Linked DNA regions of Arachis hypogaea: region 1 is linked to region 2. A link is a contact called in public Hi-C data. All regions are on one chromosome and are shown on one strand. Each heading gives the region's core, a stretch centred on a gene start, on an enhancer-like site or on the middle of the called end of the contact. The rest is flanking DNA. Distances are from core to core; before and after follow the strand shown.

What was found. A called contact is a pair of places that touch in the nucleus more often than the background predicts.
Region 1: a Hi-C map of leaf shows a contact between it and region 2, with 2.1 times the contacts expected there. The contact joins the enhancer-like site here to the promoter of LOC112715210 in region 2. A contact is called at or near these places in 2 of 8 Hi-C or Micro-C datasets (leaf and an unstated tissue).

Annotation. Positions count from the first base shown.
Region 1 is chr10:14,197,205-14,202,201 of arahy.Tifrunner.gnm2.J5K5, reverse strand. It overlaps LOC112715212 (inositol-3-phosphate synthase 1), which reads right to left and starts at 71. Exons shown (of 10, transcript XM_025766975.3): 1 at 1-71. Within about 2 kb of position 3,706, at least 1 of the 3 cell types and tissues checked has open chromatin away from gene starts, as enhancers often do.
Region 2 is chr10:13,839,026-13,843,802 of arahy.Tifrunner.gnm2.J5K5, reverse strand. It overlaps LOC112715210, which reads left to right and starts at 2,497. Exons shown (of 4, transcript XM_025766974.3): 1 at 2,497-3,162; 2 at 3,241-3,465; 3 at 4,052-4,432. The coding sequence starts at 2,617.

The sequences.
Region 1 (4,997 bases), core at 2,457-4,956, 360 kb before region 2:
AAGTTTTTTATTTTTTTTTTTTCAGTGTAGGTGCTGCTGCATGTGTTGTGGTGGAAAGAGGGGAGGAAGCTCTATATTATATATAGAGAGGAAGGTGGGGTTTCTAGGCTCTCCACATGGCACGATTTGAGTGGCTTGCAGGGGACCCCGCCTAAATACATTATTGACTCGGTTACTCACTCGTGACTATAGTTTTAAAGGACACTCTATTATACATATTAAAATTGTACAGAAAATATAAATTTTTTGTATAATTATTTTTTATTATTTTATTATTATTTAAAATATGAGTCTTAATTTTTTTATTTCATAAAAAAATGTATAAATTTAATTTTTTTACTATATAATTCACCTAGTTTTAATAGTGTACCACTAAAATTATATCCAAAATGGAACCGCTGCGTTTATTTTTTAGAATAGGATAAAACATAAAAAATAGTACAAAATTTAGTATTTTTGTATTCTATTGGTAATAAAATAAAATAAATCATAGAAATTTATTTTATTCTTTTTTTTCATTAAAAAAATTTGAGAATAAAAATATAATAATAAAAAATATAATTATAAAAAATCAACAAGAATAATAAAAAAATAAAAAATAAGTTGTGTCCCTTATTAGTATCTCTGTATCTTTCCTGTTAGAATAGACACAAAATATATTAATTTAGTGTCTCAAGACACAATATCTCTGTGCATATCTCATCTGTCAAATACAATTTTGTGTCTCAGTATCTTGTCTTATAAACAAACGCAACCTAAGTTCTTAAAACAATCCTACTATGTGTAATGGGTTGTATTTCAGGTTCATTAACCATTCAATTTCATTTTCACCATAAACCTACCATTTTTACTTAATTTTACTTTGAATTAATTACATCCCCTTCTAGTCCAAACTCCCTTTTCACCACAAACATTTCATTCACAACAAGAACAAACATCCTATTTGCATGAAAAATAAACATTTCTTTTGTATGAAAAATAAACTCTTGCATGCGCACTGGAGGACAAAGCTGGGTTGCTTTGCAGCAACACGATGGAGATGTGATGAGGCAGGGCTGCTTGTAGCGACGGGCGGGATGGAGGCGCGACGAAGCTAGGTTGCGTGCAGCGGTTTGGGAGGCACTACGAAGCACAGATGCGTGTGGCGCTTGCGGATGTACGAAGAAGCCGAAACGCATGCGGTGGTTCGCGAGATACGGCAGGGGGTTGTGGGGAGCAAGGGTGGGACACAGTGCAGGTGTAGAAAGAAGGGTTTGTGGTTATTAAAAGTCAAATTCAAAACAAGAATCATATCTAATTAATTCAAAATTTAATTTTTAAAATTAAAATTAACTTTTCTTTTCTAACCTATTGTTTACTTTATTTAAAAAAGCGTTGTTCTCATATACTTTTTCGTCTCAAAATATTTAAAAATATAATAATAAAAAGTTAGATATTAAATAAATATGTTTTAAAATTAAAAATTAAATTGTAATGCTATTTTTATTATGAATGATCAAATTATCTTAAAAACTAAAAAAATTGAGATCAAATTTTATTTCGACATTTTTGTGCATTTATAAAATATTTATTCAAATATTGTTGTGAAAATCGGATCAAATGAATAAGTCATTTATTAAATATAAAAATTTTTTTGTTATTTATAAAAAATATAATAGTTATTAGTTATTTTTGTCATATTTTTAAATTATTTAAAGATGTAATTGGAGTTTACATTTTTAAGAATTATTTTGTCAGCGGTATAGATTTTCGATATTTATTTTAATAGTTTATTCTTGTTATAAAAATTGAACCAAACCCGCTGGTCAAAAGAAAAATCGTTGGCGAAACTAAAATCCAAACAGTTAACCAAATCCATCACAGCCGAAATTCGAAGGAGAAGAATCGATACTCTATATCAGATGTGTAGTGATAAGGATGAGGTTAGAGTTGAGAGATAGTCTATTAAAAAATGCTATTAATTCGTGAAATTTGAGGTGGTACCGATATTAAAGATGAAAAAAAAAAAATATGTATACAATATACTTGCTTGCTTCGTTGTTGGTTATTCTAAAATCCTGAGCGATTAGTAAACCAACCAAAGAATTGGTTCAAAGACCAAAATTCAAATATAGTTGAACTAGTTTAAATAAATAATAAAATTATTTAAGGTATTAATAAAAGTTTTAAATATCTAAAATTAATATTTTAATTTTAATTAATTAACAATTAACACAATTACCAATTAATTATTATTTTTGAAATTCTACTAATTTAATATCAATTAATTTAAGATTTTATATTCCTAATATATTTTAATGCCAATTATTAATAGCTATTTCTAAATTCTTATAATACTCTTTAACCTAAAAAAGATTTTAAATTATAATCTCTTCGACTGTCATCTATTTTTCTCTACAAGCCAAGTTCTAATGTTATATCTCCTTCGTCGTCGCCTCCTATACTCTACTTTCATTGTCAAATGTTGCACCATTGCCAACAACACAGGACGATCTTGTTACTTTACTTTCATTATCGTTACGCCTTGATCTACCGCCATAGTGGTTATTGTGAACCACCAGAAGACAATGAACTAGCGTAGTGATAGTGAATTATATCTGGATAGAAACGGACAGTAATAAACCCAAAAAATTTTAGTAGTAAGAATAAAAATACAACAATATAATTTTTATCAAATGTCCATATTTATATTATATATAATGGAATATGAAAATTAGAAAAAGTTATTTGTACAAGTTTTTTTCCTAAACTACCATCTCTTTATATATAATATATAAAAATAAAACATTTTTTTGGCTAATTAATTTCAGGATTTGACTCAAAATCTCTTAATTAAATTATAAGTAATTTGTCATAATAACTAATTCTGTTTTTATTATTTTGATACACATTTAATAAATAAAAAAATAAATAAATAGCCACGTTAATACCTATTAATATATTAATATTTAATTATTATGTTAATTTATTAGTTATTTTTTAGTTTTATACTAAATAAAATTTAATAAGATAAATATTATTGCCTAAGTTTAATAAAATACAATTTTTTTAAAAACATAAACTTCAAAAAGATCTTTTGAAATTTATTATGGGAGCAAAATTAACATATCAATGGTGACATATATATATATATATATATATATATATATATATATATATATATATATATATATATATATATGTATGTATAAATATAATTATTAATTTTAAGTCAAAAAAAAAATATAATTATAAAGTTTTTTCATAATCTAGTGGGGTAAGTGCCTCCTTTAAGTTTTACTTAGGTTCGTTCCTAAAGGCAGAAGCAGATGTGCCAAAAGAAGATCTATCAGCAAAGAACCTAACTATAAAAAAAAGATTTGTCGTATTAATTTTATTTGTAATTATGAGATTGCAGTTTTAAAGTTCTAAATTTGTCATATTTTGGTATAATTTTTTTATAAGATCTAAATCGAAAAAATTTGTGCTAGTTTAACCAGTTGGTTAGTATACTATAAATTTGATCAATTTTTTTACTTGACTTTTTGCAAATCTATTTTATGTATGAATTGGACTAGACTTCTAGAAGGTGAATTTTCAATTAACCCGTTTGAATCAACTGATTGGGTTCAGTGTTTAAAACATTGGTTTTTCTATTGTTGAAGACGGTCTAAGGAATTGGTTAATGGCTGAAGAAGGAGTTTCGTGAGTTAGCCAATAGCCCAACACTGTATGGAATTAAGGTCTATTAAATTCGAGTTAAATTCCAAAAGAGTTCTTGGAATTGGTATCATGCATCCAAATTATTTTTAAAATTCTAATTGTACTGACTACGTTTCTAAAATTGACAAAAATGTATTATGTTAATTCCTGGCTTATTTTATGTTAATAGCGTGATGACATAGCTTGATGATATAGACTATTTCACTCCATGGTTTGGGCAAATATAATGATATAATGATGTGTTGACCAGTAACACGTGGCATGTTGACATAGACAGTTGTGCCACTTTTTATAATGCTATTTGGGTTATGTGTTGGTCTGTGTCAAGTGTCTCAATAATATTCGCCCACGTATCATCTGCTATGTCATTATTGTAGATGCACCAAATTAGTCACTCACTTTACATTAAGTGACTCGTTTTAGTCCTTGAAATTCATGTCGTGTACCAACTATTCCCTTCACTAATTTTTTCTCTTTTTTTCTATAAATTCAAAATTTCCAATATCTTTGAATGAACTAGTTTGGTGTACAACATTCAATTTCAGGGATTAAAATGAGTCACTTAATGCAAAGTGAGAGACTAATTTAGTGCATCTACAATAATGACATAAGAAGACACGGAGACGAATACTATTGTGACGCGCAGCACAAACAGACACATGACCAAATAACATTGTGACATGCGGCACAACCATCCACATCAGCATGTCACGTGTCAATGATCAACACATCATCGTACCATTATACGTGGCCAAATCATGGAGTGATACGTGTCACTAACAGCCCACGTCATTAAGCCATGTCATTACGTTGTTAATGAAAAATAGGTCAGGGACTAATGTGTACACTTTTATCAATCTCAGAAATATAATTGGTGCAATTAAAATCTCAAAAATGATTTTAGTGCACAAAGCTAATCTCAGAAATTATTTTAAAATTTAACTCATTAAATTCACATTTTTTCACACTGCTTTTCTTTTTCATGGTTACTTATTAATAAAATAAAGAGAAATTACTAAATTTATCCTTAATTTTTATAGAAGCTGACAAAATATTATCTGATGACAAAAATATTTTTAATATATTTTAAAATATAATAAAAATATCTAACATTAAATATATATTTTTAATAAATACTTTAAAAATTATAGATGTAATTTTTTATAAACATAATTAAAAATGAGATACTTTTATGCTTAAAACATAGTAATTTTATACTAAATATAATTTTTTTCCGATTTTTGTCAATAGGCTATAATATTTTTAAAAAGTTAAAATATTCTAGATATTAAATT
Region 2 (4,777 bases), core at 1,248-3,747:
AAGAGTTGGTTAAGACGACATTATACTGGCGCTTGGGTTGCATGTCAAAGGTACAATCTGGAGAATTTATTGGGAGTCCTGTAATAGCAGCTATATCGAGGAGAGACATCCCGACCATTCCGTAAGGAAAATGGAAGTTGTTGGTAGTCCTGTTCCTGAAACAAGTCACGACCCCAATCATCCAAGGGTATGTGGTAAGCGAGAAGTGAGAGAGCCTTAGTAGTTCCTGGATTCATAAAGCTCCCCAGTCAGCACTTTTTGTGGGTTCAAAGCATTGGTACCAAGCTGTGAAATCGAATCCTCGAGGACTGATTTTTGAATTATTTTTGAAGGATTTCTGGTTGATGAAATGAGAGATGTTAAAAGCCTGGTTTATTAATAATTCTTCCCCTTCAGCGCTAGGGAAGAAAGAAAGTTTTTTGTTTGCTCTCTTAACAGATTCAATTGGTTCGAGGAAACAGTGCGTGTCTGCACCGATTGTGAAAGGGATTAAAATTCTGGTATCATTAACTTGCAAATGGGGATCACCAATGACTTCATCATTGACTTGATGGTGTAACTGCAGGACCTTTGCCCTTATCTTGAGTGGCAGCATGAGAAGAGAAACAAGCCTTTGGTGATTGGAGAAAAAGAAGATTAAAGATTGAGGATTTTTGTGGGGAAGTTCTTGGTGTAAGGAAGATTCAAAGAAAACTGAGTTTCGAAAGATTTGAGCAAAAGAGAGAGTGATGAATTTAAAGTGTTACTGTAGCTATTATTGTGAAAAGGATGCGAATAGAGGTAACTTTGTGAGGAAGATGAAATGGCGGAGAGAGAAAGCGCTAGTTTCGGGAGACGTGTCAAGTGAGTCAATATTAATAGGGAGTTTTAATAATAATTATTACTGATTTGAAAATTGACGTTTTCAATTTTGGATTAAGTATTTTATCTTCCGATAATGTTATCGAAGGCAAATACATTAATCTAAGGGGGCAATTTGTTGATCGAAAAATATTTTCGATGAAAGTAAATTGATTCGGAGCAAGTCAGAGACAATGTCTCGAGAAAGATGTACGAGTAAGTGTGAGGTTGGAAGTGATTGGCGCAGATTGGACTTCGATTGACTTAGTGATCGAATAAGCCTAATTGAATAAAGAGACTCGAGATAAATAATCGAATAAGACATTCGATAGACGAATCGAACAGTCATGGTAGTGGAACAGTTAGGGCTTTTATCACGCGAGGAAATTATGGAAAATGTCTATAATCAAGCGGTGGAAACGATTACCAAGAGGGATTGCATTCAAAACTGTAATTTCGTAATTGATTGTAATTAATTGTCAGTTACGAAAGATAGATTATAAATATTAGGAAGCGTTAGGGAATAAGGGTTGGAACTTTTACTCAGAAAAAACACTCAAGCACACTCACATCCCAGTGAATTCTCGAGTCTGCAATCGAGTAACTTTTCTGTAGGGTTCCTTCCATCTTTTCACTCTTTTAATTTACTTTTAGGCAAATTTAACATTTTAAGTAATTTTATTTTCTAAGTTCTTTTTATTTTCATTGTTCAATTTATTCTTTTGCATTTAAATCTTTCATGTTGAAGTCCTTTGCTCTAATCAAAGGCATTTTATTATTTTCTTTTAAATTTCAATGCAAGTTATTTTTTATTTATAATTGATTTTTCTTTTGAAAATTTTATTTCTTTTTTATGACTTCTTCAATTTACAAAGTTTAATTAATTTTTTTATTCTTAAAACTTATCTAATAGAAAACATTTTGATGCACTTTTAGAAGAATTAGTACCAGCAAAGAAGAGTAAATTTCGCACACAGACCATTAAAATCGAACTACCATCGATTTGCTAAAAATCGACAAAATAATTACTCAACATTTGTAATGTAGTGCAAACAGGGCTTCATTGAACTATAAATTATATTTAATTGATTGTTTTGAAGGACTAAAGGATTAAAGTTCTTACTTCTTAGTTGATGTATGTAGTTAGTTATAATAATTTTGACAGCTTTATATTATGTAACTCTGTCAACTAACTTTTAGTTTACGTGAAAACCGCTCTCACGTTTGGTTTATTCATCATTTCTTAGAATATACATTTAGAATTCCTTGGTTTTACTTGCTTTGAATCTGATGTGGAATTACTGTATTGAGAGGATTAAAGTTTTGTTTTCTAATACCAACCAAAAGAGTACTAGTGTTATGGTTTTTCGATCTTAAGGATTTTATGAAAATATTGTGTTTGACCGTAGTAGGAATAATAATTATTTAAAACCATTTAAAATTTTGTGTTTGTATTTTAACAAGATTATATAGATTTAATTAATGATATTTTATATAATATTTTAAATTTAAAAAATATTTTAAAATTTAGTTTAGACTATAATTATATTTTAAAATATTTATTTATAATTTATTTATTATTTTGTTTTAAAACTATTTTTTCAATTGAACCATGAATTGAACTAATAAATCACCGACTAAAATGGGTTGATAACCGATTCGATTCTCATATATACTTTCTAGAGTAGTAGAAAAAAGAAGAAAGAGGAGTGGTAGGGGTAAGGGGCGGTTGGATACAAAGCTAATTTGAAAATCATTCGAGCAGAGCAGTAGAAGATGTCAATGTCAATGTCAATGTCGTCTCCGGAGGTGTTACTGAAGAATCGTTTCATGAGCTTCTTGATCTGGCAATCCATACCCTCAACCCTCATCTTCCTCCTCTTCAAACCCTTCCTCTCTTCTTCTTCTTCTTTCTGGCCACTCTTCACTTCCTCCCTCTCCTTCCTCACCTTCCACTTCTCCCTCCTCCTTTTCTCCTCCACTCTCTCCCTCATCGCCTCCCCCCACCCCCGCCGCCCCGCCCCCCCTCTTCAACTCGCTGCCCATCTCCTCCGCTTCCTCTTCATCCCCTCCGACTCCGCCACACCCGACTCCGCCCACTTTCGCGCCCGTGCTAAGGTTTCCTTATCATTCGTGCTCTTCGCGGCCGCCTCCGCAGCTTCTGGTCTGGCGGCAGCGGTGTCCCTATGCGGGCTTCAAGCCATTGGTGAGGGCTTTTGGATGATTGGAAGGGTCGGGTTGAGGGGTTTCTTCGTTGGTTTACTTTTTGGTTTGCATTACGTTTTGAAGCGTCGATGGGTTTTGGAGTTTCCCATCATTCAGGTCACTTTCTCTATCTCTATCTCCCTCACTTAAAGCTTCTTAATGCGTTTCTGTCTATAACTGCTTTTGATTGTGCAGCGGCCACCTTACTTCAGCTTCAAAATGGGAGTTCCTTCGGCTGGTAGGCGCGCTCTCAAGCTTTCCATTGTGGCTTCCGTCTTCTCAGCTATTTTATTAGAGCTTCTCCCACATCCATTTAAGTACATCATTTCACTACAGAGATACTTCACCGAGCAGATCGTCTTTTCTATTGCCACTTTTGCTATCTTCTTCTGTTGGGAATTGACTCATCACTTGCACCGGGTTGGTTTCTGCAACATGCTTCTTATGTATTTGTTAACTGTTTCAAGTTACTTATAAATATTAGTAATTCATTTGGTTTTAGTCATTTAGATGCGTAACTTTGTTTCGTTAATGAACCCAATATTATTGTATTTGCACATTTGTCTCAACTAGTTTGTGTTTGTCAGTAATATGCTGTGCCAGCATCATGATATGTATAATATCTCTTCAGATATGATATTTAGGATCTCTCTTCTATATTAGAATTGGATTCTGATCTACGCAGCATATTTTAGCATTATATCTGAGATGTTTTATTGACTCAAACAGTTGCACACATTCATGTAAGTCGTGTCTTCTCACTGTGTAATGCAGGAATTGCAGAAAATTATAAGATGCACAGTGACTCATGACTAAATATATGTGATATATTAATAAAGAAATAACTCTGAAAGCAGCCATGCATTACTCTGTCCTCTAAAAAACTTGTAATCAGCTCTGTATATATGTATCCTTGAACTAGTGACTAGTTATAGAATTCTGGGTCTTTTTTATTAAGGAAAACGTTATTGCTTACTGATTGAAGTTTCTGTTGATTGCTATGTAGGTTTTACATACAAAGAGATCCATATTTGCACCTCCAAAAGGTTCAGCAGCAGCAGAAACAAATCCAACTGAACATCTCCTTTTAGCTTTGGAGGAGAGTGATCCAACATCTCTTCTACGCTATCTTGCGTATCTTGATCTCTGTATGGTATGCGAAAAAAATGTTGACACTTGGAGGCGTGCAGCATTTTTTGAAGAAACTGGTGAGACTTACAAAAGAGTAATTGCTGTGTGCTTGAAGCCACTGGAGCAACTTGCCACAATATTTAGTGAAGGCATGGGAAATTCTGTTGACAAACCTGCACAGCTATCGAATCAGTTATCCTCTCCAACTGATCCACGAATTGATTCAAAGTGCTTAGAACAATTGCAGCTTCTCCAGGTATGGGCATATCTAACTATATTTATATTGTTTACTTGTAGCTAACTAACTTTGTCTTTTTGGTACAACTAGAAAGATTTGCTAGTTCATTTAACTTTTTCTTTGTTTAACTAGAAAGTTTTGGCAGTTCTTGTGATTACACTGAATTTTTAAACTTAAGTAACAAAAACCTTAAAAGTTAGGAATCTTGGATTGTATATGCCTGGCGCATTCACAATGTTACAGTGTTTGTTGGCCCTCTTTACTTTATCTTCAGTTTTTATCTAGTATGGTTGAAAGTTGAAACTTATTTAGAAGTTGTGGAGCCAACATACACAGTTTTGGAAAGAGGTGTAAAGAGACATG